Regions from separate parts of the Pan troglodytes genome. Here region 1 is linked to region 2. A link is a contact called in public Hi-C data. All regions are on one chromosome and are shown on one strand. Each heading gives the region's core, a stretch centred on a gene start, on an enhancer-like site or on the middle of the called end of the contact. The rest is flanking DNA. Distances are from core to core; before and after follow the strand shown.

Region 1 (5,773 bases), core at 1,435-3,934, 450 kb before region 2:
GCTTCCTGAGCTGGCTCTGATGCGCACCTCTGAGGCGAGCCAAGGCGGAAACTGTCATTCCTAGAGGAAAGCAATGCCCGTCTGGGAAGCATCTGGGAAACCCCAGCATTCCTATGAGCTGCGGCCCACTAAGCGCCCCTGACCGCAGTGATCACTGTCTCCTAGATTTTTGACAATGTTGTTTTGCTTTGTTTTAAAATATTATCGTTACTGCTGAGAAACGTGGACCCTTATGATGAAGACCTGCCGGGCCTTCCCCAGCCATTTCACTCCCTGGCCTCCTCCAAGATGGCTTTCATTTAGGGAGGGTCAGACTCATCTAGGTGACATTTCCCCGCGCCTTTCAGTCAAGTTGGTCTACAAATTCACCAGATTAGTGCTTGGTCTACATCTAGGGCTTCCTGCACGGAAAGGCCAATAGAAAGGTCCACGACTTGACTTTTACGCCACATCACTACAGCCACAAAACGGGGACCTCCTCGGGACTGGAGGCGGATCCTCCACGGGTCCCCGGCCAGGCCCATCCTCCTCGCAGCGCGCCTGGTGCGGCCGTACCAATTCCGCGCCGTGCAGCCTGCAGTTACAGGCCCCGACCCAGCCAAGATCTGAGGCTGCCGGGCCCGCCCTGTTTACTGGGGGCTCTGCTACCGGAAGTCATTTGACAAATCTCAGGCAGGCCTTTCTAATCTTTACTGCTCGGCAGAGCTTTGCAAATCTCTAAACACGCTGTAACCTTCTTCAAACAGCACGCCAGACACACTTGAAGGTTTTTTTTTTGAGGTCGGACGGAATGGAAACTGCATCTGCACGGGATCTCTCCACAGTCTGGCCCGCAACACTCCCAGCACCTTCCCTAGACCCTCGCCTCCCCGCGTCCCCCGCACGCGGATTCTCGCGAATCCGTGCGCCCACCCAGCCCCGGGAGCCCTCCTGCCCCGGGAGGCCTCAGACGGTCTTGGGCTGGAGACTCACCCTGCGCCCCTGCAGCGGGCTGCGGGGAGAGAACCTTGGGGAACTAGGCAGGACCGGCAAGGGTGGACCGAGTGATTTATGACCCTGATCAAACTTTTTAGGAAGCAGAAATTAACCTGAGGGGGATTAGGCCTGAGCTTTGAAGTTCACGGTTTTGTTTTCCTTCAGCCCTGTTCTGCCATCAGATGGTTCTTGGTTCCTTCTACCCCTCTCCTCCTCCCCCTCCTTCGGTCTCTCGTCACCCCACTTTATCCTCCAGCAACCCCTCCTGCGTTGATTTTCTTAATTTCAAATACAAATATCTGAACACCAGAGACTGAAGTTCCTGACAGTGACCTATTGAACAGAGGCATCGCATACTCCGTACATCCCAGTCTTCTTGGAATTGCGTTTTACGTTTGAAAGTGCGATTTTGGTTTGGAGGTCGGGAGTAGAAAATTTGTATCCGTTCTTTTCTTTGGCTGTTTCCTACTTGCCTTTCAATACCCATACTTATTCCGCCCTCGGAGACTGGCCGTTCCCGGCAGAGCAGAAGCGCACGAGGGTTGAGTAACTGCAGGTGAGAGCTAATTTTTCAGCGCATCCACCAGATACCGCAGGTTTGTGGATTTTCCCCCTAGTTGGCCAGAAAACTCACACCCAAACATGCAAGTCCTCTATGGCCTCTCCGTACTCTTACCTTGGCCCTCTTTATTTCCATATCTCCCTCCTCCCCATGCAGGTCTCTAAAGGGAATCTGTCTCCTGCGGTTCTTTCCCGCAGGCGCCTGCTGAAAAGGCAATTTCCTTGGGGGTGTGCCTGGGGAGAGAGGAAAACAGAAACCAGGATTGTTTGGGGGCCTGAAACCATCCAAATTTTATTGCATCCGCTACAAAGTCAACTAACTCTTAATGAGCATCCAAGCGGAAAAAGGCCAAAGTTTACTCCGTGTTAAGGCGGGGAATGGGGGTGGGGGTGATGGGAGTTTGCTTATTTCCTTCTGGTACAACCAAAGGTTGCAACACCTTCCTGAGAGGCTCCTCCCAACGCCAAGAGTACGGACGCGAAAGTCAGAAGTCATCGGGTTTCAGCTCCCTGAATGATCCAAGATCACTCCGCCACGAAGACCTTCGAAGTTGGCCCTGTCTACAGCTTGTAATTAAAAGGATAATGTGTCTTGTAATAAAAAACAGGACCCACACAAACAAACCCAGCGTCCAACGGCCCTCCACCTCGCCACACTCTTCCCTATTAAGGGCCAGTGACAAACATTGCCATCCAGTTTCACCCAAAAGGAGGAAGCGGTAGATCTTCCTTTTAATAACTTCCCAAAGTGTTACAAATAATAAAAAGGACGCATAAATCATCGCGGGGGCGGCAGAACGCGGACGACAGATGGATTTACTCCTCTCTAGCCCTGGCTTCCAACCGCGCTCTCATTGGCTACTTCCTTGTGGCCCGCCCCCGAATCCGCTCTCTTATTGGTCCGTCTGGACCCAGTCGCAGAGACAGGGCGTAGGATCGGTGGGGGCCGGAGTCCACCAGCGCGCATGCGCCCTATGGCGCGCATGTATGATTGACAGCAGGGAGAGGTGTTTGTGTGTGTGTGTGTGTGTGTGTGTGTCTGTGTGTCTCAGGGTTGAGGCAGCGAAGGTGGTGGTGGCGGGGCGACGGTGAAAGTGGTGGCTGTGAGTGCTGGAGCTGAGGCCGCTTTTGCCGGCCGCGGTGAGGTGTAGTCCTCTTTGCCGGCGTTTTCCGCTGAGTCAGAAGCGCTGGTGGTCACAGACTGCGCTCTCACCCACACTGAAGTCGATCTGGAAGGAATTTACTGAGGGGGCTCTCCAGCAGCTGGCTAACCGGGGAGGAAGTAGAACTAGAAGATATGCTTTACTCTTCCTGAAGAAGATACTTAAGCCCCTCAAGAAGAGATTTAATTTGAGCGCTGTGTTGATTTGTGCATTCCTTGTAAAGCACACACTAAATTAGCTTCACATCCCAGCCGTACCTTCATCTGCAGCACACATCTCTCCCCCACCTCCTCTCAGCACTCACTTAGCCCTGTTCAGTTCCCCTGTAGGCACAGGTACACATATATCAGCCTCTTGTAATCATGAAGACGAGGGACGAACTTACAAAGACACCCGGCACACTGTGACAATCCTTAACTGGGAGAAAAAAAAAGAGAGAGAGAGAAAGCAAACAAAGGTAGGATAAGAGCAAGAAAAAAAGAAAAGGAAAGAAAACTAGAAAGATGCAGCAACCAGTAAAACGATGGTGGCAAAGATAAAATGCCGATGGAAAAAATCCGTTAAATGCAAAGTTTGAAAAAAACTTCCTAACTCGGTTAATGCTGTGGAAATAATTCCAGTTCATCTCGGTGCTAGTGAACGCCTGGTACAAAATTCTTCAGAGGCGAGGGCTGGCTTAGTGCAGAGGAGAAACGTCGCTCCGTTGCCCTGTTGCATCCAAATTCTCCTTTCAGACAAGTTTCCGCGGCGTGATGGAGGTGGGCAGAAGGCTGGAGAGTGCTTTCCTATTATAAGCTGTTAACTTTTGGTTTGTACTCACATATATTTTAAGGAAATAATAAACATCTTATAGTTCTGCACATATTCTAAATTACAGTGGTTCTAGAAGAATTTTGTAACTGACAAATTAGAGCTTCGGTTTTACGAATTCTGAATTTTAAAACCGGTAATGACTTCTCAGTCCCTGAGATCCTCTTCTTTGTTTTTTTATTTTGGGGTGTGTGGATACGTGTAAGATGAGAAATGTACAAACACAAGTATTGCAGAAACTCCAAGTAATATTCTGTCTGTGAGTTCACGGTAAATAAATAAAAAGGGCAAAGTGACAGAAATACAGGATTATTAAAAGCAAAATAATGTTCTTTGAAATCCCCCCCTTGGTGTATTTTTTATCTTAGGATGCAGCACTTTCAGCATGCCCAAGTATTGAAAGCAGTGTTTTTACGCTACCACGGTAATTTTATTTAGAAGCCCCATGTTCACTTTTAGTTTTAAAATGGTCATTTATGACATAAAATTATCAGCATTCATATTTTTGTGTTTTAATATTCCTTTGGCTACTTATTGAAACAGCAAACATTACGAAAATTAGTAAACAAATCTTTGATAGTTGCTTATTTTTGTTTAATTGAATGTTTATTTTATTAGGTAAATATACAATCAAATTTATTTAAAAATAATGAGGAAAAGAATACTTTTCTTTCGCTTTGCGAAAGCAAAGTGACTTTTCATTCTTCTCCGTCCGATTCCTTCTCTTCCAGCTGCCACAGCCGACTGACAGGCTCCCGGCGGCCTGAGGAGTAGTATGCAAATTTTCGATGATTGACATCTACAGTAGAAGCCAATCACGTCAAAGTAGGATGCTGATTGGTTGACAACAATTTGTCGTAAACCTTGACGTTTTAAAAACCTGACACCCAATCCAGGCGATTCATGCAAATAAAGGAAGGGAGTCACATTACCAGGGGCCAGAGAGACTTGAGTACGACCTCACGTGTTCAGTGGTGGATATTGCACAGACGTCTGCAAGGTCTAAATAAACGCTACATAATGTTCAACTCAATTGCTTGCCTTGGCCTTTCCCAAACTTGTCACTGGAATATAAATTATCCCTTTTTTAAAAATAAAAAAATAAGAATTATGTAGCGCACATACATGATGGTTCATGTAGAAATCTAAATGGACTTCCAACGCACGGAATTTCCCTATTTCCCCCTTTCTTTAAATTAATCCTCAGTGAAGGAGGCTGTTTTCCCCTAGATTTCAAAAGGACGAGATTTACAGAGCCTTTCCCTGGAGAAACCCGCTCTAGGCACAGATGGTCAGTAAATTTAGCTTCTTCAGCGAAGTTCCACATGGCACCGCCAGATGGCATAAGGATCCCCTTCTCACCATCTCCACCCCCACCTTGTACCCTGCAAGTAATTTAGAAAAATTGAAAACCAAACACTTTTATATTTTATAACTAAATGAAGTGAGAACATACTGGCACTGTTAGCCACATATTACAAAAATAAGCTTTGTTGGTTGTTGCTTTAATGTGAAACTTCCTCCGGAGATTTTGCCCAGGAAAGTTTGCGAGTAAAATATTCATCCAGTGAAAGTGTTTGCAAAAATATTTCCTTAAGCGAAGTGCTCACCTTAAGCACGCTTTAAAAAGGTAAGAGTAAGAGGCCGCTGCGTTTCTGAGCGTGTTGTTTGCAGGGCCGGGCGAACTTTTTAGGGATTAAACTGAAATCGAGGGGGAAACTCAGTTTCCCAGCGTGTGGTCTCACTGGAGCAGAGCCTGGCCGGAGCCACAGGGCCGAGGTTGCATCTCTGCTTTCCGATCCAGTTGCTATTAGAGCAGCGTTGCTTTTTTAGGAATTCATTTTGGGGTCCCTATGACAGATAGGCAAGACCTTCTTTCCACTCACAAGTCACTGTAGTAGGGGGCAGAATCTTTGTTTTGCCAACCTCGGCGGGGGATTTGAGGGTGGAACCCTGGAAAGTGTAGACCTCCACTTCTCATCTGCCTTTCCTTTTATATCTGCTTTTCTGTTTGGGTTTATCAGGAAGAGAAGGGTTCGTGCTGTCCCCACATCAAGGCCAGAATAAGAACTTACGGTATTTGCAGAGGGAGACGGGAGGAAAGAAGAAAATACTGTACTCAAGTAAGAAGTTTCACAGCTTTAGATGTACATTTTTACATTTTACAGGTCGACAGCTCTCTAGCTGGGAAACTTCATGATTTCTTCTCCCATTTATACAAGCAGAATAATTGCACACTCACTTTTGATTACTCTACCCTATAA
Region 2 (5,662 bases), core at 2,949-5,448:
ATGCCTAGAATCGTAAGAAAAGCCCAGAAAGAGAAGAACTACAGCTGGTTTCTTCATTTCCAGGCTGATTTGCCTATTAACCTCCTGGAATTTTGAGCAGCGGTTCGTTGAGCTTGCTTCTCTCAATAGCCCACGCAGGCCCTGCCTCTGGGACACAGTGTACAAGAGTTTTCATTAAAAAGTTAACATTCATCATAGAGTTCAGGGCTCCTTCAATATCTCATTGAAAAGAGAGAAAAACAGCTCAGCTTCAATGAGGCAAATGTCGCAGTAAGATAAATGTTAACATTTTCTTAAAAGCCAGTGTAATTATTGAAAGAATAACCCCCCCCCCCCACTCCACCCCTCACCCCCAAATCGTTCTTTTTTTTGCTAAGGATCTGCTGTTACTATTTTTATTTGGCAAAACTCCCAGGACCACTTTCAGTTTCCCCACCTCGTGGGCAGCACCACCACCGTCAGCAGGTGATCTACGAGCTTTATCAGCAGGCATCATCAAGCCCAGCATCCTCAAGAACACACTCTGATTGGTTCTGACTTTCACAAACTATTTCCAACCTGAGCTGCTGTCTCTTGACAACCATATTTAGGAATGAGAGACCTGAATGTGGAGGCCACAGAGTTGTCCTGAATGGCTCTGGTGTTCCTACATCACCCTATTACATGACAAGGGTCATGATTCCGGAAGAGGCTGTGGCAACAGGCAGCATAAATTCGGAAGGAGACTTGCTTCCTCCCTGAGCATGCCGGCTGAGCACAGGGGCCAGCACGCCCCCTGTCTCCCTGCTTGTTGGGTATGCCCCTTGCCCAACAGCAGGGAGTTCAGTCCCTGTCTCTTGGACCCTGTTTTAGGCCACCAGCCGCATCCAACGGCAAAGACTCCCTCTTTGGAAAGGGCATTGCTCTTCATATCTGCCTTTAGCAGGTCATATAAATTTGACCAATTAGACTTGGCTGTCAACACGTTGTGCTAAATACCAACCTAATATGGTATACCAACTACCTAATATGTCCTTGCGAGTTACCCACCATCTTGAAATTTTCTAGCCTGTGAATATTTCTCAAAGTGTTTTCTGCAGAATAGCAAGAGCAGTTATACATGAAAGGGTTTCTGCGATACGCAAATTTGAGAAACACTGGGCTAAACAGAATTGTTATAACAGGACTTTTCAGAACAACTAGCAAACTGGTGACTATTCAAAAATGAGCTAAAGTAAAAGATTGGGATAAGCAGCATTCTTAAATATATTTAAGTGTAAAGTTATTTTATTGCAGAATACACATTGAAAAATAATGCCTTAGTGCAGAGTGGAAATGTAGCATCTTTCTATGTTTCTGTTTCCTTATCTGATAAATGGGAATAAAATAATACCTTGAGGAATTGTTGTGATTGAATAAATGAGATAAATGCATGTAAATCATTTAGAATAGCATTTGGTGCAAATGTTACCCAAAACCTGAGTTCAAATTCTGGCTTTTTGTTAGCTGTGTACCACTGAACACATTACTTAGCCAGAGTCTCAGTTTCCTTGTCTGTAAAATGGGAATATTGTTAGTTTCTAACTCAAAGTTTTTGAGAATTACATGACATAATGCATGTAAATTGCTCAGTAAACTTTTGGCATAAACTAAATGCTCAAAAGCTGCCAGCTAAAAAAAGCAATGCTGTGTTTGGCAAAAAAGAGCTTTGCCCATATTTTCAATGAATTTGAAACTCCATAGACTCATTGACTCTGGGGAAAAGGAATACAATTTACATTCAGAAACTTGGCCAGAAGTTGAGCCCTATTTTCATCTGGCAATTCTGAAATTAACTACTATAATCTCATAAAATAAAATAAAAATAATCTTAAAAGTAAGAGCTTGTTTCTGAACTACAAAAGGATGAATTTGGAGAAGATCAAAGCTGCTCTAGTTCAGATTTAAATTTAAAAGTATCTCTGCAGATTTACCATGTGCTATCATTCTTTTTTTTTTTTTTTTAAGATCTGAGCATTTGGGGTAACTAAGGAAAAGGGATCAGGATTTCTGAAAGCCACAGCAGACTTAGGTGGAAAAAGCACCCATAGCTACCTCATGAGCTGATTTCATTTCCAACTTCATCCTTCTCACCCAATAAAGAAAAAGTCAGTAAGTTCTTGATGAAGGGAAATTTTTGAGGTGTTACATTGTTTTTGCCATTATATTTCCAAGCGCCATTCCCTCTACTTAAATCAGCCCAAAGTTAAATATAGCACTGCCAAAGCCGATTACAAAATGACAATTACATTTAATTGTTAAGCCATAAGAAAATTTTAATATTCAGCCATTTAAAATATAAACAGGAATTACATATAGACAGATTTTCTACTAAATTAACCTTTAGGCAATGATTTGATGATATTTTCCTAAGCTCCTAAAAAAATGTTTTAAAGAATCAGAGGAAAGAAACCTATGTCCTTTTAGAATCAAGAGAATGTAAGCTTGGACTGGAGTTCTGTTTCATATTTATTGTGAACAACTTGCCGTCTGGTAACATTTTTCTGTTCTATTTTTAATGGCTATAAAGTTTCTATCATATTCAGTAATTATCTTCAATCTCAAATGAGAAAGGAAATTCCATAATAAGAACTACATGAAACATTGAGTGTACAGGTGCCAGAAAATACTGTTTTGTTTAGTGGAGATGAGATTATAAAAATATGACTCTTTATAAATGCATGATCTCAAGTTTATTTATAGACACCATGACACCAACTCTTAAACTCCTTATTTAATCGCTAACAGAAACATTATTTCAAAAGGGAATTAAGGTGGTGAAAATATATTTTAAAGTGGCATATTCTTAGGGGAGTCTCATTTTTTTCTTACTATTATCAACAACAACGACCCAAGGAAAGAAAAGTCAGGAGGTAATTTAAGCCACAACAAACAAAAACATTTTAAATTTCTCAGGGGCAAGCTGCACTGCATCTTGAAGGAAATTGGAAAGAATATCAAAGAGAATTTATTGTTTGATGACCACCCTTGGTTATTTAGTGAAAGCTGGGACAGAAAAACGTAACAGCAGTTAAGACATCTGATGTAAACTTGAAGGGAGGGCAACAGAGAGAGAGGGATTGAGATTTCGCTAACTTTATGCTTTGGGACCAGAGATACCTTCAGTAACAAGTAGTTATTTCATTGTTGCATTTTTAGATAGTCATATTAAACAATTATACTAGGTTATTATAATTCCTGTTAAAAGAGCAAAATATTAACCTAATTGTAAATTCCATTCAATACAGTTAAGATAAAAGCATCTACCGCACTTAACCATTCACAGTGGAGTTATTAATGATTACTTTTTCCTACTTACTGCTAACATCCATCAACTGGATATTAGAAAAGTAAATATTTTTCTGTCCACTAGAAAGTACTTTTCTAAAAGGAAAACAATCTAGAATATAAGGTGCTATTTTACTTCTAACCAAGTATCTACAAATATATATCTATTAGAAGCTTTTTCATTAATAAATGAGATCTCATTAAATAAATAAAGTTAGTCATGTGTATTTTTTGTTCAAGTCTCAATGTTCTAAGTTTCTGTTCTCCCTGAGAGGTAGGCCTCTTGAGAGATTATTCCAGAAAGGACATTGAAATAAATGGTTTTGATGTAGAATATTAGCAGTGGAAAAGTTTCACATACTCACTGGAAAAATAAAGGGAATATTTGAGGCTACCCAGTCACATTTAATGAAGGGGAGTCAGAGAAGGTGAGAGAGAGGGAGAGTATGCACACAGTCCTCCTGGACTGACTTTGGACTTCTCAGCTTAATTGATGAAACAAGTGGGGCAGGCATTTCTCTGTTCCTGCTCTAGGCAGCGATTTCAAAATAGCGCCCCAAGGCCACCCTCATTTCCACTGAAAGCCTGGCAGCTGTGGAACTTAAAATTTGCCTGATTTGAGGTTGGAGGTCTTCTGATTTGAACAAGATCCACTGCAGAACCCAAGAGTAGCGAGACACAGGGGCTGATGGCCCCGTGACATGTTAATGCATTGGGTTTTCTCCCACCGACCCACAACATGGGTAAATAAAGATAACCTTCACCAAGAAATGCACACTGCTTCTGTCCCAGGGCGACCCTGGGGAATTCTGGCAAAGGCAGCAAGTGGCCCGCTAGCATGAGCTGCCATCACAATGAACAGGAAGAGAGAGTCAGCCAGAGCCACTGGTGAGGAGTTCTGGGAACAGGAATACGGATAGCCGTTATCTGACCGCTAGGGCCTGGCTGGGAAAACCCTACCCAAAATCTCTTTGTTACCCGATTCAGAAGATTGCTTTTCTCAGCTTTGTTTCTCATTAAACATTTTGAAAGGGATTAGTCCAAGTTTTGCCTATTTAGTTGTTTTTGTTTTCTGGCTTAACGTACATCACATTACCCAATAAAAATCACACCGCATTAAACAGGCTGTGTTGAGCATGCTGCGGTGAGTGCGACTTTACTGGTGTTATTTTAACTGTCTGTTCTCTGAATTCCCTTGGAATTTATGCTGTTAACTCCCATGAATACGAACAGACCTCCCAAGGCTGTAGTTACACACTCTGTATACTTATTAGGAGGCAACTTCACTTCTAGATGCTACACAGAGGGCTGTATTTTCTCCCTGAACACTTGAGTTCCTGAGCACACTTGTTTGAAAATGTCTCATAAAATATATGGTTTAGCTGGACAGACTGAAAATTTTGTGTAATCAGAGAGAATGTTTAGAAAACATCGTTTGGGGAGGGAAATAATATTTTAATGCTACTTCCAAGAGAATAAATAATGTAATTCCCCTTCTCCAGGGTCACGGGATGCAGGCTTTAGCATTGCTAATAAAACAAAAGAGAGATGGTCCTCAGAGGGAGGGATACAAAAACATAAAATATTAACCATTTAGCCAGGAAATACGTGCAGGGACCAAAATCAGGTCCTTTCACTCATACAACAAATACTCAAATAACCACTTCAAAGTGTTTTCTAGGGAAAAGATAAGACTAATATCAAAGAGAAAAATCTCTTGAAGTTTGTGGCTGTATACCTAAAGAGAAAGCTTTCACTTTGTCAAGAAGTGACAAGAAAAGTTTTCATCTAATTGTTAGAAATCAGAACTTATTTTAAGCTTAGGCTTAGAGGGTTAGTTAGCATCCTTCCCGCTTTCATTTATAGGATGTTGGTATTGTTTCTTATGTTCCAGCATTATAATCTCATTCTACATGGAATTCTATTCAATATAAAAGAAAATTCACCCCCAGCTGTGATAGGTTTTTAATTTGTAATAATTTGTTCACAGCAGTTGTGAACAATGAGGTAAATATTGTTGAAAAACAGGAGTTTAATTTTTATAACTTCTTCATTTGTTCTGATTTGTGTTGTTTAATGAAATCTAGTATTGAAAAACCATGGATCCTGATAAAAATCGTAGGTTAGAAAATATATGCCTCTTAAGATTTCTTGAACTTTCTTCGAAACTCATAGAAAAATACTAGAAAACGGTGTGGAATCACTGATGAAGTAGTGCCACCATCTGGAAAATTTCAGAATGGTAGACATAAGTTTCTTTTTCTTACAGAGGTGAACTCTTTCTCAACCGCACATTTATTTTGGGAGAAAAAAAAGCAAACAAAAAACTTGTTCCATTTACCTAACTGTCCTAAGG

The links. A called contact is a pair of places that touch in the nucleus more often than the background predicts.
Region 1: a contact with region 2 is called in a Hi-C map of stem cell-derived neural progenitor cells, with 7 times the contacts expected there. The contact joins two enhancer-like sites. A contact is called at or near these places in 4 of 7 Hi-C or Micro-C datasets (blood, induced pluripotent stem cells and stem cell-derived neural progenitor cells), 1 of 1 datasets of contacts at active chromatin or transcription factors (stem cell-derived excitatory neurons) and 1 of 1 other capture datasets (stem cell-derived neural stem cells).

The regions. Positions count from the first base shown.
Region 1 is chr6:31,656,347-31,662,119 of NHGRI_mPanTro3-v2.0_pri, reverse strand. No RefSeq gene overlaps it. Among named protein-coding and RNA genes, the nearest start is that of MIR148A, 95 kb to the left of the region's middle. Within about 2 kb of position 2,684, at least 14 of the 24 cell types and tissues checked have an H3K27ac peak or open chromatin away from gene starts, as enhancers often do. A contact at or near this core is called in stem cell-derived neural progenitor cells and stem cell-derived neural stem cells, where this site is marked.
Region 2 is chr6:31,204,552-31,210,213 of NHGRI_mPanTro3-v2.0_pri, reverse strand. The region is part of intron 3 of LOC134810525 (a long non-coding RNA gene); the gene reads left to right. Among named protein-coding and RNA genes, the nearest start is that of NPVF, 160 kb to the right of the region's middle. Within about 2 kb of position 4,198, at least 2 of the 24 cell types and tissues checked have an H3K27ac peak or open chromatin away from gene starts, as enhancers often do. A contact at or near this core is called in stem cell-derived neural progenitor cells and stem cell-derived neural stem cells, where this site is marked.